3 separate regions of the Mus musculus genome follow, and all the other regions are linked to region 2. The links are chromatin contacts, called in public Hi-C and HiChIP or PLAC-seq maps. All regions are on one chromosome and are shown on one strand. The core of a region is the stretch at or near the end of the contact, and the rest is flanking DNA. Distances in the headings are between cores, read along the strand shown. Region 1 has its middle 85 kb from the start of A630010A05Rik. Region 2 overlaps Marf1 (meiosis regulator and mRNA stability 1). Region 3 overlaps Pdxdc1 (pyridoxal-dependent decarboxylase domain containing 1).

Region 1 (4,117 bases), core at 877-3,376, 360 kb before region 2:
GCTGGAACAATATAGGCTTGTACCACTATACCCATCTTGATTCATCACTGTTACTTAGCCACCACTGCCATTGTCAGCTGCAGGCCAGGGATGATGGGTCCTGTGCATACTAAGTATGATGAGCAGTATCCTTGGGTTCTACGTAGAGATGTCCCTCTGTCACTGTGACAAAGCAATTCGCACATATATCCATGATCCCTGGATCCAGTCACTGATCTAATCTGCCCTAGCACTATCCATTACTCAGTGATACATGGGCAATTACTATGTTGGGGTCAGAAAAGGACTCCTACCTGCTTCTAGGATACAGGGCCTGCTTTTACCCCACCCATCCTGAGGTTTCTCTGATGGCCCACCCTGTTACAGAGTTTTAAGGCTTTTTGTGAGTAAGACCAAGAGATCAATCAGGTCTTTCCACATGGCAAAACCTCATCACTACAGCTGCCTTTGTTGCGCAGAAGAGGAAACTGAAACTAGAAATTGGGGATACAAGGTGCCCAGTGACCAAGGAGAAACTTGCTCTTGGGCTTCTAATCACCCAGGTACAGTGGTCCTGTTGTCAATTCTGCTCTGGAAGAAGCAGAGATGGGGCACCACAGCACTCAGCCAGACTCTCCAATGCTTAGACTCAGGCAGAGGCTGCTATGTTTGTAAGTCCAGCCTCGCATTGGTCTAGGAATAGAGCCTGGGCCATAGAGTGGCTGGCACATGGGAAGACCAGGTAAGTCAGTAGGGTGATTAGCCACTAATCCCTCAAACCAAGCTCGCCTGCTATAGGAACCAGCTGGTGGCAGGAACAGGAATCAGCCCCAGCAGGCCTAACCCTCTACATGTCACTGTAGGCCTTTTTTTTTCTTTTTCCTTTCCTTTTCTTTTTTCCAGTGGTGCTGGGAATAGAACCCATGCAGGACAAATACTGAGTCACCCCCTGATTTGGCACTTAAGATGTCTCAGCTACACCAGAGTTGTCTTCCTCACTACATCTACAGCTGTGTGCCAGGCATGGATGTAAACGCAGGTAGCATAGCCCATTCAGGCAATTCAGCCCAAGGCAGGCACCAACCCTTCCTTCCCGCTTCTCTAAGGCTATACTGACAGTACCAAATCCCTTTGACAGAAAACTGAGGCCAGAGAAGTTTAATGTCAATCTCTTCCCAGCAGCCCACCTTTCCAGCAATCCACCTTCCTAACTTCCTCAGCACATACCCAGAACTGACTTCTGCCCTAGACTACTTCCTCAAAGGCGGAGACTAGGGGCAAGCTTCCTTTCTTTCTTGAACTGAAAGAATTGCTTGAGAAGTTACACGTTTGTCTACTGTGCCTCCAGAATTTTACACAGTGCGAAACAAAGACACTCAATACTGACTGGGTGAACCAGGCACAGGAAGCATTAGATAATACAGTCATTCTGATAAATGGTCTCAGTGTCAAGGCACTGACCTCTATGGCACCATGGCAGCATCTACAGTTCCCAGATATGTCACATTCAAGGGGCCCTAGTAACAATGGACCTACACTCTGTATGGGAGCTGCAGAAGGTGCTTTAGACGTCACTGGGCCTGAAAGAAACACAGCAGAAGCTCGTGAAACAACGTCAGCTTGAACAGGAACTGGAAGAAGACACAGGAGGATGTGGCAGCAATTACATTGACTCATGTATGCATGGAGTCGGTATGGCTGCAGGGCAGAAGACAGCGTGGCTGGGTGGGATGGCCAAGGGCCGACATTAGGAGAGCCCAGGACCTCCCTTTTCTCCTGTACTCTGAAGTCTTGATCTGAGAATTTGATTGTTTTAGCAGCTCTTTACTGGGCAGATAAAACTTGACCCCAGAACCCAGTGCCCTATCCCAGCTCTTCCCTCAGGGAGCACTGAAGACTGTTGAAGATCTGCCCTGCAACTGAGGCTCAGAAACACACCCTGCAGACACGATTCACGTGGAGTCAACAGGGTCTAGATGGTGCTGAGTCTTATGGTAGGGGATCCCTAACCGCACTGCTCTAAGGCAAACTGATGGTTTCAGTGAGGGGCAACAATGGCAGTATACATGTGCCTAGGGCATGGTCTTGAGGTGTGGTACACACAGTTCACTTCTCCCTCTTGAGGGTATTCTTCACTCCTCATACTCACCTAGACCAACTCAGACCAAGCCAGCGCCCAGTCTCACTTCCTCACTCTCCAGACCTTAGAGCACTGGGGAGGAAGACATGAAGAAAACATCCTTTGAGCAGCGTGCTCTTTGCTTCCTTTCTATTCTGGTTGTGGCTAAGCACATAGCTGACTTTGAAAATGGAATGTGAGGGGGACACAAGTGTCCCCTCCAGTTTTGGAAATGGAAGAGAGGCTGGTTGTCATCCACATTCTCTGATCCTCCACTATGAGACCCTGTGGGGTAATGGGCTATGCACAGTCTGGTCTCCAGTCGAGCTGAGGTTGTGAACCCCGGTAGAACCTGATGGGTGATAATTCACCTACATGGGACGGTAGGCGTTCCCTCATGTCTCCTGAACCCCTGGCTCCAGTCAAAGTTACTACCTCCATAGCCTCCACATGAGAAGCATGTGGCTAGTAGTCACATAGACTTCTGACCTTCAGGCTAGACTCCTTCCAGTTACCTAGCAACAGCAAGATAATACAAGCCCACTATAAGAGGGGCTACTTGGCCCCTCCTCACTCTCTTACTCTCTCTCCCTCTTACTCTAGCCTTTCTTCTCTCTCTCCTTTTCCCCTTTCTCTCCTCTTGGCCATGGCCAGCCAGTCTCTCTCTCTCTCTCTCTCTCTCTCTCTCTCTCTCTCTCTCTCTCTCTCTCTCTCTCTCTCTCTCTCTCTCTCTCTCCCCTCCTCTCCTTTCTCCCTGCCTTTCTACAATAAAGCTCTAAAACCATAGACTGTCTCTGTTCACCAAGGCCCGCTGTGCTTGGAGGATGGGATAGGCTTTCTCCTAACGAGCCATGCCTAGTCTTCCATCAGACCTTCCTGTGCTCCAGCCACAGACCAGACTTAGGACTCTCGCCTGCGTGGGAACCTCTCTCCCTCTGCCCTCTCTCCTGTAACTCTGGGGCTGAGGCTGTCGCCCCAGGGTCCCTGGTATTGGGGGCTGCCACTTGTCCACCACCACCCCACCCCCATCGAGTGGGGTCCAGTGGCTTCACACAACCAGATGCCCACCTGGGGCCGAGTGGAAAGCGTCCAGCAGGATGTGGGCTCTCTCCCTCTCCACTCCTTCCCCTACACCCCTGGCCCACAAGACCCAGTGGCAAGGACATGATGAATTTGGTTTTTACTCTGGAGAGAGGAGCCCAACTCTTTGGAGACTATCAAGCCTGTGTCCACTTTGTGTGCACCTGTAGCCCAGGGGCTGCTTGTTATTTTTTCTCTACCTTTAAAAAATATTTTTAGTGTATGGGTATTTTTCTGCATACAAGTCTGTGCCCAATGTTCAGCCTGATGCTAGCAGAGGCCACAAGAAACTAGAGGTACAGATGTTTGTGAATTGTGAGCTGCCATGTAGGTGCTTGGAATTTAACCCATGTCTTCTGGAAGAACAGCTAGTGCTCTAACCACTGAGTCATCTCTTCAGTCTATCTTTCTTTTTAGATTCATTTTGTTTTGTGTATTGTGTAAGTTTGTGTTTATATGCACATGAGTGCAGGTGACCTTAGAGGCCGGAAACTCAAGTTACAGATAGTTCTGAGCTGTCCAATATGGGTGCAAGGGACTGAACCTGGGTCCTCTGCAGGTACATCATGCATTCCTAACCTCTGAGCCATTGCTCTAGCTCCCACCTTATGCTCTCACTGGACAAGGAGCTCAGTGACTTGGCTAGGCTGACTGGCTAGAGAACCCCAACGTTGCTCCCGTTTCCTCCCCAGTGCAGGGGTTTGTATGGATATATTACCTGGCTTTTATGTTGAGGATTGGAATGCAGGTTCCCCTGCACAGATGGCAAGCACTTTACCAACTGAGCCATCTCACTAGCCCCATTTCCCAAGATCATAAGCAGTGTCAGTACAGATCAGCCCCACTTATTACCAAGAAGTATTTGGGACACTTGTGACACAGCTTTGTCCAGGGTCACATGTCCAAAAACCGACAGTAGGACGCAAGCCCAGGTATTTA
Region 2 (3,866 bases), core at 343-2,842:
TTAATATGATATATGATATACATACACACACATATATATATATATGAATGAATGAATGAATGAATGAATGACTATGGGAGAGAAAGAGCATGCGCTGCTTGATTACTTGATGCTGACTTCGGAGGCTGAGGAAAGCCTCAGGCAGACCTCTGTGCCTGTCTGACTATAGCTGTCTGTCTCCTCCCTCTCTGCAGGACCCAGCCAGATGGAGCAGGAGCTTCTGCACCTGGCCAGCAGCTCCCCCGTTGACCTGCTCTGTGCTCCTGTTCCTTCATGCCTGCCATCCCCTCAGCTAAGACCAGATCCTGTCATCCTGAAGCCCGCTGATCTCATTCAGTTTGAGGAACACCCTCAAGAGCCTTTGGGTAGGTTGCAGCCTATATGGTGGACACTTGTCTGTGGGTCTAACAGATGACTCACGATGCCAGTGTAGGAGGTGCCTGATGAACACAGGAAAAAGCAATACTGTTTCAGGTGTAAAAGTACCTGTGCCGACTATTCAGCCTCTGCCCGCCCTTGTTGGAGTGTCTGCTAATAGGATTTACAAACCTGGTATATCTTACCCGCGTTCTTGCGACCGGCCAGGAAGAACGCAACAAACCGGAATCTTCTGCGGCAAAACTTTATTGCTTACATCTTCAGGAGCAAGAGTGCAAGAGAGCAAGAGCTCTATTGCTTACATCTTTAGGAGCCAGAGCGCAAGAGCGCAAGAGTGCAAGAGCAAAAGCAAGAGAGAGAGTGGCGAAACCCCGTCCCTTTTTAAGGAGAATTATTCTCCGCCTAGGACGTATTACTCCCTGATTGGCTGCAGCCCATCGGCCGAGTTGTCGTCACGGGGAAGGCAGAGCACATGGGGTGGAAAACTACCCTTGGCACATGCGCAGATTATTTGTTTACCACTTAGAACACAGGATGTCAGCGCCATCTTGCAACGGCGAATGTGAGGGCGGCTCCCCACAGGTATAATCTAAAGTTAAGGGGCCAATGTTACTGGGTTGTGGAGGAGCCCTTGAGTAATGAGTCCTGTCCCAGGTCCTCTGAACTTCTGGCCTTCCTACCACGTCTGAGGTTCAGCTGCTCCTTAGGCAACACCTGTCCCCTGCTACACAACATTTACTTAGGTCCCAGTGGATTCTGGCTTTACGAAGCTAGTCTGAGCAAGGTTCTTATGGCTTGAGGTCCCAGATTCCTGTGACCTAAAAAAACAAGAAAAGTGACCTCTTTGGTGGTGGTGGTTGTTTTAAGACAGGATCTCACTGTAGCTTTGGCTAGACTAAAACTTGCTTTGTAGATTATGCTGGTCTCTTGACTCACAGAGATACTTATGCCTCTGCCTCCTGAGTGCTGGAATTAAATGCTGGTCTCTTAACTTCCTAACTTAGTGTTAGCCTGAGGTGAAGTCCATTCAGTTTCTTACCCCTGTATCAGGTGCTGGGGCTGATGGGCCACCACCTCTGCTCTACAGGTTAAGTGACTAAAGCCTTTTGACTGTTTGTCACTCTATCTTTGAGGAGTCCCAGATGCTCTGTGGAAAGCCTTTACTTTCCCCTTTTGTCACTTGAATCTGACTCTTCCCTTTTCTGCCTATACTTCCTTCTCTACTGTTGGCTCGCTTCCACTCTCCGTAGTCTTTGTAAGGCAGTATTTGACACTGCTGGTCCCAGATAGGGCCAGGAGAGTTTGAAGCTGCTTATTACAGGGAAAGAGCCAATAAGAACGTAGGCTCACTGTGAAATGAGGGGTTGGGGATGGTGGAGGTGGAGAGTTGCTTCTTCATGGGGTGTTGGCCTTTATGCACACATACACAGGAGCTCTTCCAAATGCTTGTGACAGAGAAGAACAAGAGTTTGCGGAGCACAGGTTCCTGCCCATCTCAGGAGAAGCTGGGGCAGTGTCATCCCTCTGTCACTATTACTTGGCCTGTAGGGGTTTCTTGCTACACATAGAAGTCATCTAAGACACAGAAGTCTGTCTTTCTCAAACACATGTGGGCTACATGAAATCTAAACTGAAGAAAACAGCTGACCTTCTAAAGTAGCCATGATTCCAAGTGGCTCTTTCCTTGTCTGTCTCTGATGTCAACACCATGGCAAGCATGTGGCCTCTGTAAGAAGAATGGGCAGGCACTCACTAGCGAGCACTAAGGTCCTTCTCTCTGCTGCCTCAGAACAGTCACAGGAAGTTGGTGAGTCTTAGTCACCAGACAGAGGGATGAAGGAGCAGAGCCTGAGGAAGAAAAGCTCCCGTTAGAGGGAGCCACTGTGATGTCTAAAAATTTGCAATCTAAAGAAAAGTGATGTGTCATTTAAAAATATTTTATTTATGTGACATACAATATTCACCATGTAGCCAATACCTAACTGTGGTTTAAGTGTGACCTTTGGTGCTTTGGTTGTTTGGGTTTGGAGTTTTGTTTTTTTTCTAGACAAGGTTTCTCTGAATAACAGCCCCGACTGTCCTGGAACTTGCTCTGTTGACCAGGCTGGCCTTAAACTCACAGAGATCTAACCGCCTCCGCCTCCGCCCCCTAGGTGCTGTTTTATTTTTGTTTTTGTTTTTGTTTGTGTTGAGGTGTTGTCTTGACGTTGTAGCCCAGGCCGGCCTGGCACTGTAGTGATCCTGTCTGGGCTTCCTGAGAGCTGGGCTTACAAGCCACCACCCCTGGCTCTCGTGTGGTTTTGTAAGCTTGTTTTTGTTTTTTAAATACAGATGAACTGAAAACCAGTACTTCTTATGAGCCCTAGAACTAAATCTATTTATGTTTCTGTCTTTCTAGGAGTTTTAGTTTTAAACCAAGAAGAAAAATCAGAAGTTCCACTACCAGTGCAAAAGGGAAACCTGTCCTGTGACTCCTCACCCAGCAGCCCAGCAGCTTCTCCTGCTCCTCCTGGCCCCTCCTCAGAAGCCCCCAGGCCACTTTTCAGCAAGGATGCAGTGGAAAGCCCAGCCAAAAAGCAGCCCAAAAATAGAGTCAAATTGGCAGCCAACTTTTCTTTTGCACCTGTAACCAAGCTTTAACTCCCATTTGAACATGGAATTAAATTAGGATGGGGGAAAACTGTCTGACTCTACACACAAAAATGGGCTTAAAAACCTCATTTTATATCTTGACCCCAGAAGCCACTTTCATTAATGGCACCTAGGGAAATGGTTGGGTTTTTGTTGTTGTTGTTGTTTTTTGTTTGTTTGTTTTTGTTTTTGTTTTATTTTTAAACTTTTAGATAAACATGTTCTTCCTTTATTTCTCCCACTTATTTGAAAGAACTCTTCCATTAAGGAATCTGTAATATTTCACCAAATTTTTCTAGACTGTTGTGAATTGTGGTGGTTGGGAAGAAATTCGCAGAGATCACTCAGCAGGAAGTGGCTTGAGTCCCATTGAGCAATCTCCATCATTTGTTTAAGCAAATGGATTTGTGGTTGTTCGAGAAGCCAAGCATGCCCATGAGCCTGTGGGTCACACACTGGGGAATGAGTGAGTGGCAGGAGAGCCATTTTTAGGCTGACAGGAAAGTTCCTGGCTTCTAGGTGACTTGTTGGTGTGCCTTGTTTTTTATGTAACTATGTCTGGTTAACCAGTGTAGCTTCATCCCATTTTTTTAAACATTTGCATTTGGGGATTCCATTTAAGAGCTTTCTAGAAAGTTATTTCATGCTTCCCTTCTCTGTCTGTCCCAGTTTGATAAGGATAAGGTTAAGGAGAGGAGATGGCCTCGATGTCATGTATTTAAAGTCAGGGTTTAAATGACACATTGTGTGTTGAGAGGTGGCAATGGTAAGAGTCTGATTTTTTTAAACTATGCATTAAATGTATAAATTGTAAATCAGCTGAAGTGCTTCAAGAGGCGTGGGTTAGATACTATTGC
Region 3 (3,923 bases), core at 562-3,061, 260 kb after region 2:
ATTTTATTGAGTACTTTTGCATCAATGTTCATGAAGGAAATTGGTCTGTAATTCTCTTTTTCTGATGAATTCTTGTGTAGTTTGGGTATCAGGGTGACTGAAGCCCCATAAAATGAGTCTTGCAGCGTTTCTTCTGTTTCTGTTTTGTGGAATAATTTAAGGAGTATGGGTATTAGCTCTTCTTTGAAAGTCTAGTAAAATCCTGCCCTCAACCTGTCTGGCCAAAGGCTCTTTTTGGTTGAAAGACTTTTAATGACTATTTCTATTTCCTTCGGGGTTGTAAGTCTATTTAAATTGTTTATCTGATCTTGATTTAACTTTGATAAGTGGTTTCTATCAAGAAAATTGTCCATTTCTTTTAGATTTTCCAATTTTGTGGAATACAAGTTTTTTAAGTATGACCTAATCATCCTTTGACTTGTTATTTTCGTCTCTGATTTTGTTAATTTGGATGCTCTGTCTTTTAGTTGATTTGGATAAGGGTTTGTCTAGTTGATTTTCTCTCTTTGTTTCTTTGATTCTTTGTTTCTAGTTTATTGCTGTCAGCCCTAAGTTGGTTATGTCTTACTGTCTACTCCTCTTGGTTTGTTTGCTTCGTTTTGCATTGTACACTTCTCTTTTGGCTTTGCTGGTGTGAGATTATTTCCTGCTTTGTGACTTGCAGTTAACCTCCTTGTGTTGGTGTTTTCCTTCTCGTACCTTCTGTAGGGCTGGATTTGACTTTGTTATGGAATATCTTGTTTTCCTCATCTATGGTAATTGAAAGTTTTGCTGGGGATTAGTCTGGGATGGCCCCTGTGTTCTTTTAGAGACTGAAGACATGTCCAGGCCCTTCTGTTATGTGACTTTTTAGTTCCTCCATGCTTGTGGAACTTACCCGTTCTGCTTAAACAATAAATCCTTATTCCCGTAAAGGCACTAATAATTTTGTTTATATGAAAGTTAGAGGGGCTGGCAAGATGGCTCAGCGAGTAAAAGCACTGACTGCTCTTCCGAAGGTCCTAAGTTCAAATCCCAGCAGCCATGTGGTGGCTCACAACCACCTGTAATGAGATCTGTCACCCTCTTCTGGTCTGAAGTCAGCTACAGGGTACTTATGTAAGATAATAAATAAAATCTTTGGGCCAGAGCAAGCAGGGACTGAACGAGTGAAGTTGACAGAAGTAAGCAGAGGTCCTAAAATCCAATTCCCAACACCACATGAAGGCTCACAACCATCTGTACAGCTACAGTGTACTCATATACATAAAATAAATCTTTTTAAAAAAGAAAGTTAGAGATGAGAGATATGAAAGCATTATAAGTACCCAGCTCCACAAATAATTAGCAAATGTAAATGTAACCCTTGCCTAATCAGAATGTCATCCACTTATCTCCTTAGAGTATTAGTAGAGCCAGGCCTGGTAGTACACACCTTTAATCTCAGCACTTGGGAGACAGAAGCAGGGCGATTACTCTTAAGTTCAAGACCAGCCTGGTTTACATACTGAGTTCCAGGCCAGCTACACAGTAAAACCTTCTCTCTCAAAACAATAACCTAAAAAAAGTTAGAAAAATCGATGGGCCAGCTGCTTCCTGTGTGTGCATAGAAACTTCCTTGTTGTGGTTTTACTGATAAGTTTATCAGCCACAGCATAATTTAATTACAAAAGGATTCAAAGCTTCAGTGATAGATTACAACTGTTAAATACTGAAAGAAAGCATCCCCAGAGCTGATCCCAACAAAAAAGCCTGCCTCAGATTGTTGCTTGGTTGTGTGGTAAAGCCTGGTGGTTGGCTGACTGTGGAGAGGGAAGTACATGATGCCAGAGTAATGCAGTCTACTCTGCAGTGTTATCATTGTCATCTATTAGGAGAGACATTGAGCCACTCGTCTGACAATACCCTGGTAGTTTTTAAGCTGCCAGTATGAGCATTGCTCATATTGTTCTGTTATAAAAGATAATGAAAGATTTTCTTTTAAATTCCTGAGTATAAAAAGTTCTTGATTTAGGCTGAAGAAATGACTCTGCAGTTAGGAACAGTTGCTTTTCTTGCAAAAGACCCAGGTTTGGTTCTCAGCACCTATATAATGGCTCACACTATTCTGAAACTCCATTTCCAGGATATCCAGTATCCTTTTCGGGCCTCTGTGGGTACCAAGCATAACTTGGTTAACTCATACACTTTTTTTTTTTAAGTTGCTCGTTTATGCATGACTTCATAGAGTCTGTTGGGTCAAGAGAGGGAGGGACCATCATTTTCATTGGTCACCTCAGGCCAGTTACACCCTTTGAGCCTTTTAATGTTTGTGTATAAGCAGCATTTCTGCCTATTTTCTTTCCAAAGATACTGTCTTATCCCGCTGATGTTTAGCCCTATCTTCAGTGTTGTAACAGCACAGTTCTCTTTTTGCAGGTGGAAGATGAGCTCAGTTCTCCAGTAGTGGTGTTCAGGTTTTTCCAGGAATTACCAGCCTCAGGTAGGTGATTAAAAATTTTTTTATGCCAGGTGTGGAGGTATAGGCCTTTAATCCTAGCACTAGGGAGACAGAGGCAGGCTGTGAGCTGGGATACTAGCCTGATCTACAGAGTGAATTCCAGTATAGCCAGGGCTACACAGAGAAACCCTGTCTCAAAAAACCAAACTGTGTGTAAGATGTGTGTGTGTGTGTGTGTGTGTGTTCATGGCTTTAAATTTAATATCATATAAAATTAAGTTCTATATGTTTTTATTTTTTTATTGATAAAGTCTTCACTCATGGAAAAGTATAACAGTTTCCACAAGCACGCTAAGTGCCTGTGACTAAACCAAAGACTCTGCAACCCTACCACATAGCCTGGGCTGAGCCAGCTAAAGGGCAGTGCTTAGAAAGAAGAGTCGCTAACTTACAACATTGGCTTTGCTTTCAAAATTCCTTTAAGGAGAGTGACTTTTTAAAAACTGTAAATAAGCTATTGTATTTCTAGGCATGGTTTTAGGAGTCACATTGAGGAAGGAAAGGTGTGGACTTCAAACCTCTTATTCCCCTGCTAGCTTTCAGCCCCTAAGCTGCTTCTCAAGTATTGTGATATAGGAGAATAGATCTAAGAGTCCATCTGTCTGTCTGTCTCTGTCTCCTCTTCTTCCTCTCACTCTCTCTCCTCCCCTACCCTCCTCCCCTACCCTACCATCTTGTTCAGGCTGGCCTGGAACTTGCTTTATAAACTAGATTAGCCTGAAACTCACAATGAGTAACCTGCCTGTGCCTCCTGAATGCTGGGCTTAAGAATCTCTTTCAGCCTGGTGAAGTGACACACTCTTACAATCTCAGTACTGGAGAGCCAGAGGCACAGAATTTCTGAGTTTGAGATCAAGTTAGAACTAGAAAACAGCCAAGCCTACACAGAGACACCCTGTCCAAAAAAAAAAAAGAACTCTGTTTTTAAAGAATGGACTATGTTGGGAATATAGAAATTTTTAGCATTCAGATGACACTGGGTTTTAATCCTCAATACTGCAGGGGGGCGGGGGGAAGGACAAAAAATGACCAGCATGCCACCAGCCTAGTCCAAGGCACATTAACTTTCATCTAGGTGACACTGTCATTCCCATATTGCACACAGTTTCTTCCAAGAAACTCTGCATAGAAATTAGTGAACATTACAAGTCATGTCAGCCTGCTGGCAGCCATCAGCATCTAGGGCTCCGCACCACACCCACAAGGCTCTGCTGTCAGGTCTGCCTCCTTCCTGATCGCTGCTGCTTCCATCATTGGCCCCTTCCTTAGTCACACTGGCCCTTTCCTTGTTCCTAGAAACACTACTCTCTCCTTAAATGTGGCTGTGGTGTTGCTGCTTCAAATACGCATCTCTTCATCCCTTTTCTTTCTCTTTTTTTCTTTGTTTGAGACAGGATCTCATTCTGTAGGCCTGGCTAGCTTTAGCTTGTAGCAGTCCTCCTGC

The links. Hi-C and Micro-C count contacts between places; a contact is called where the count stands out from the background. HiChIP or PLAC-seq counts read pairs in DNA pulled down with a chosen protein or histone mark.
Region 1: a contact with region 2 is called in an H3K27ac HiChIP or PLAC-seq map of microglia, with 4 times the contacts expected there. The contact joins two enhancer-like sites. A contact is called at or near these places in 1 of 484 Hi-C or Micro-C datasets (the G1E-ER4 cell line) and 1 of 115 datasets of contacts at active chromatin or transcription factors (microglia).
Region 3: a Hi-C map of bone marrow-derived macrophages shows a contact between it and region 2, with 16 read pairs. The contact joins two enhancer-like sites. A contact is called at or near these places in 1 of 39 promoter capture datasets (neural stem cells), 14 of 484 Hi-C or Micro-C datasets (bone marrow-derived macrophages, cerebral cortex, cortical neurons and 7 more), 4 of 115 datasets of contacts at active chromatin or transcription factors (all in embryonic stem cells) and 3 of 9 other capture datasets (adipose tissue, embryonic stem cells and liver).

What each region holds. Positions count from the first base shown.
Region 1 is chr16:14,475,205-14,479,321 of GRCm38.p6, reverse strand. No RefSeq gene overlaps it. Among named protein-coding and RNA genes, the nearest start is that of A630010A05Rik, 85 kb to the left of the region's middle. Within about 2 kb of position 2,126, at least 31 of the 459 cell types and tissues checked have an H3K27ac peak or open chromatin away from gene starts, as enhancers often do. A contact at or near this core is called in microglia, where this site is marked.
Region 2 is chr16:14,110,682-14,114,547 of GRCm38.p6, reverse strand. Marf1 (meiosis regulator and mRNA stability 1) reads left to right here. Exons shown (of 27, transcript NM_001081154.2): 26 at 195-365; 27 at 2,777-3,866. The coding sequence ends at 3,018. Among named protein-coding and RNA genes, the nearest start is that of Marf1, 47 kb to the left of the region's middle. Within about 2 kb of position 1,592, at least 54 of the 459 cell types and tissues checked have an H3K27ac peak or open chromatin away from gene starts, as enhancers often do. A contact at or near this core is called in bone marrow-derived macrophages and microglia, where this site is marked.
Region 3 is chr16:13,846,264-13,850,186 of GRCm38.p6, reverse strand. It overlaps Pdxdc1 (pyridoxal-dependent decarboxylase domain containing 1), which reads left to right. Exons shown (of 23, transcript NM_053181.3): 14 at 2,398-2,461. Among named protein-coding and RNA genes, the nearest start is that of Ntan1, 29 kb to the right of the region's middle. Within about 2 kb of position 1,811, at least 20 of the 459 cell types and tissues checked have an H3K27ac peak or open chromatin away from gene starts, as enhancers often do. A contact at or near this core is called in bone marrow-derived macrophages, where this site is marked.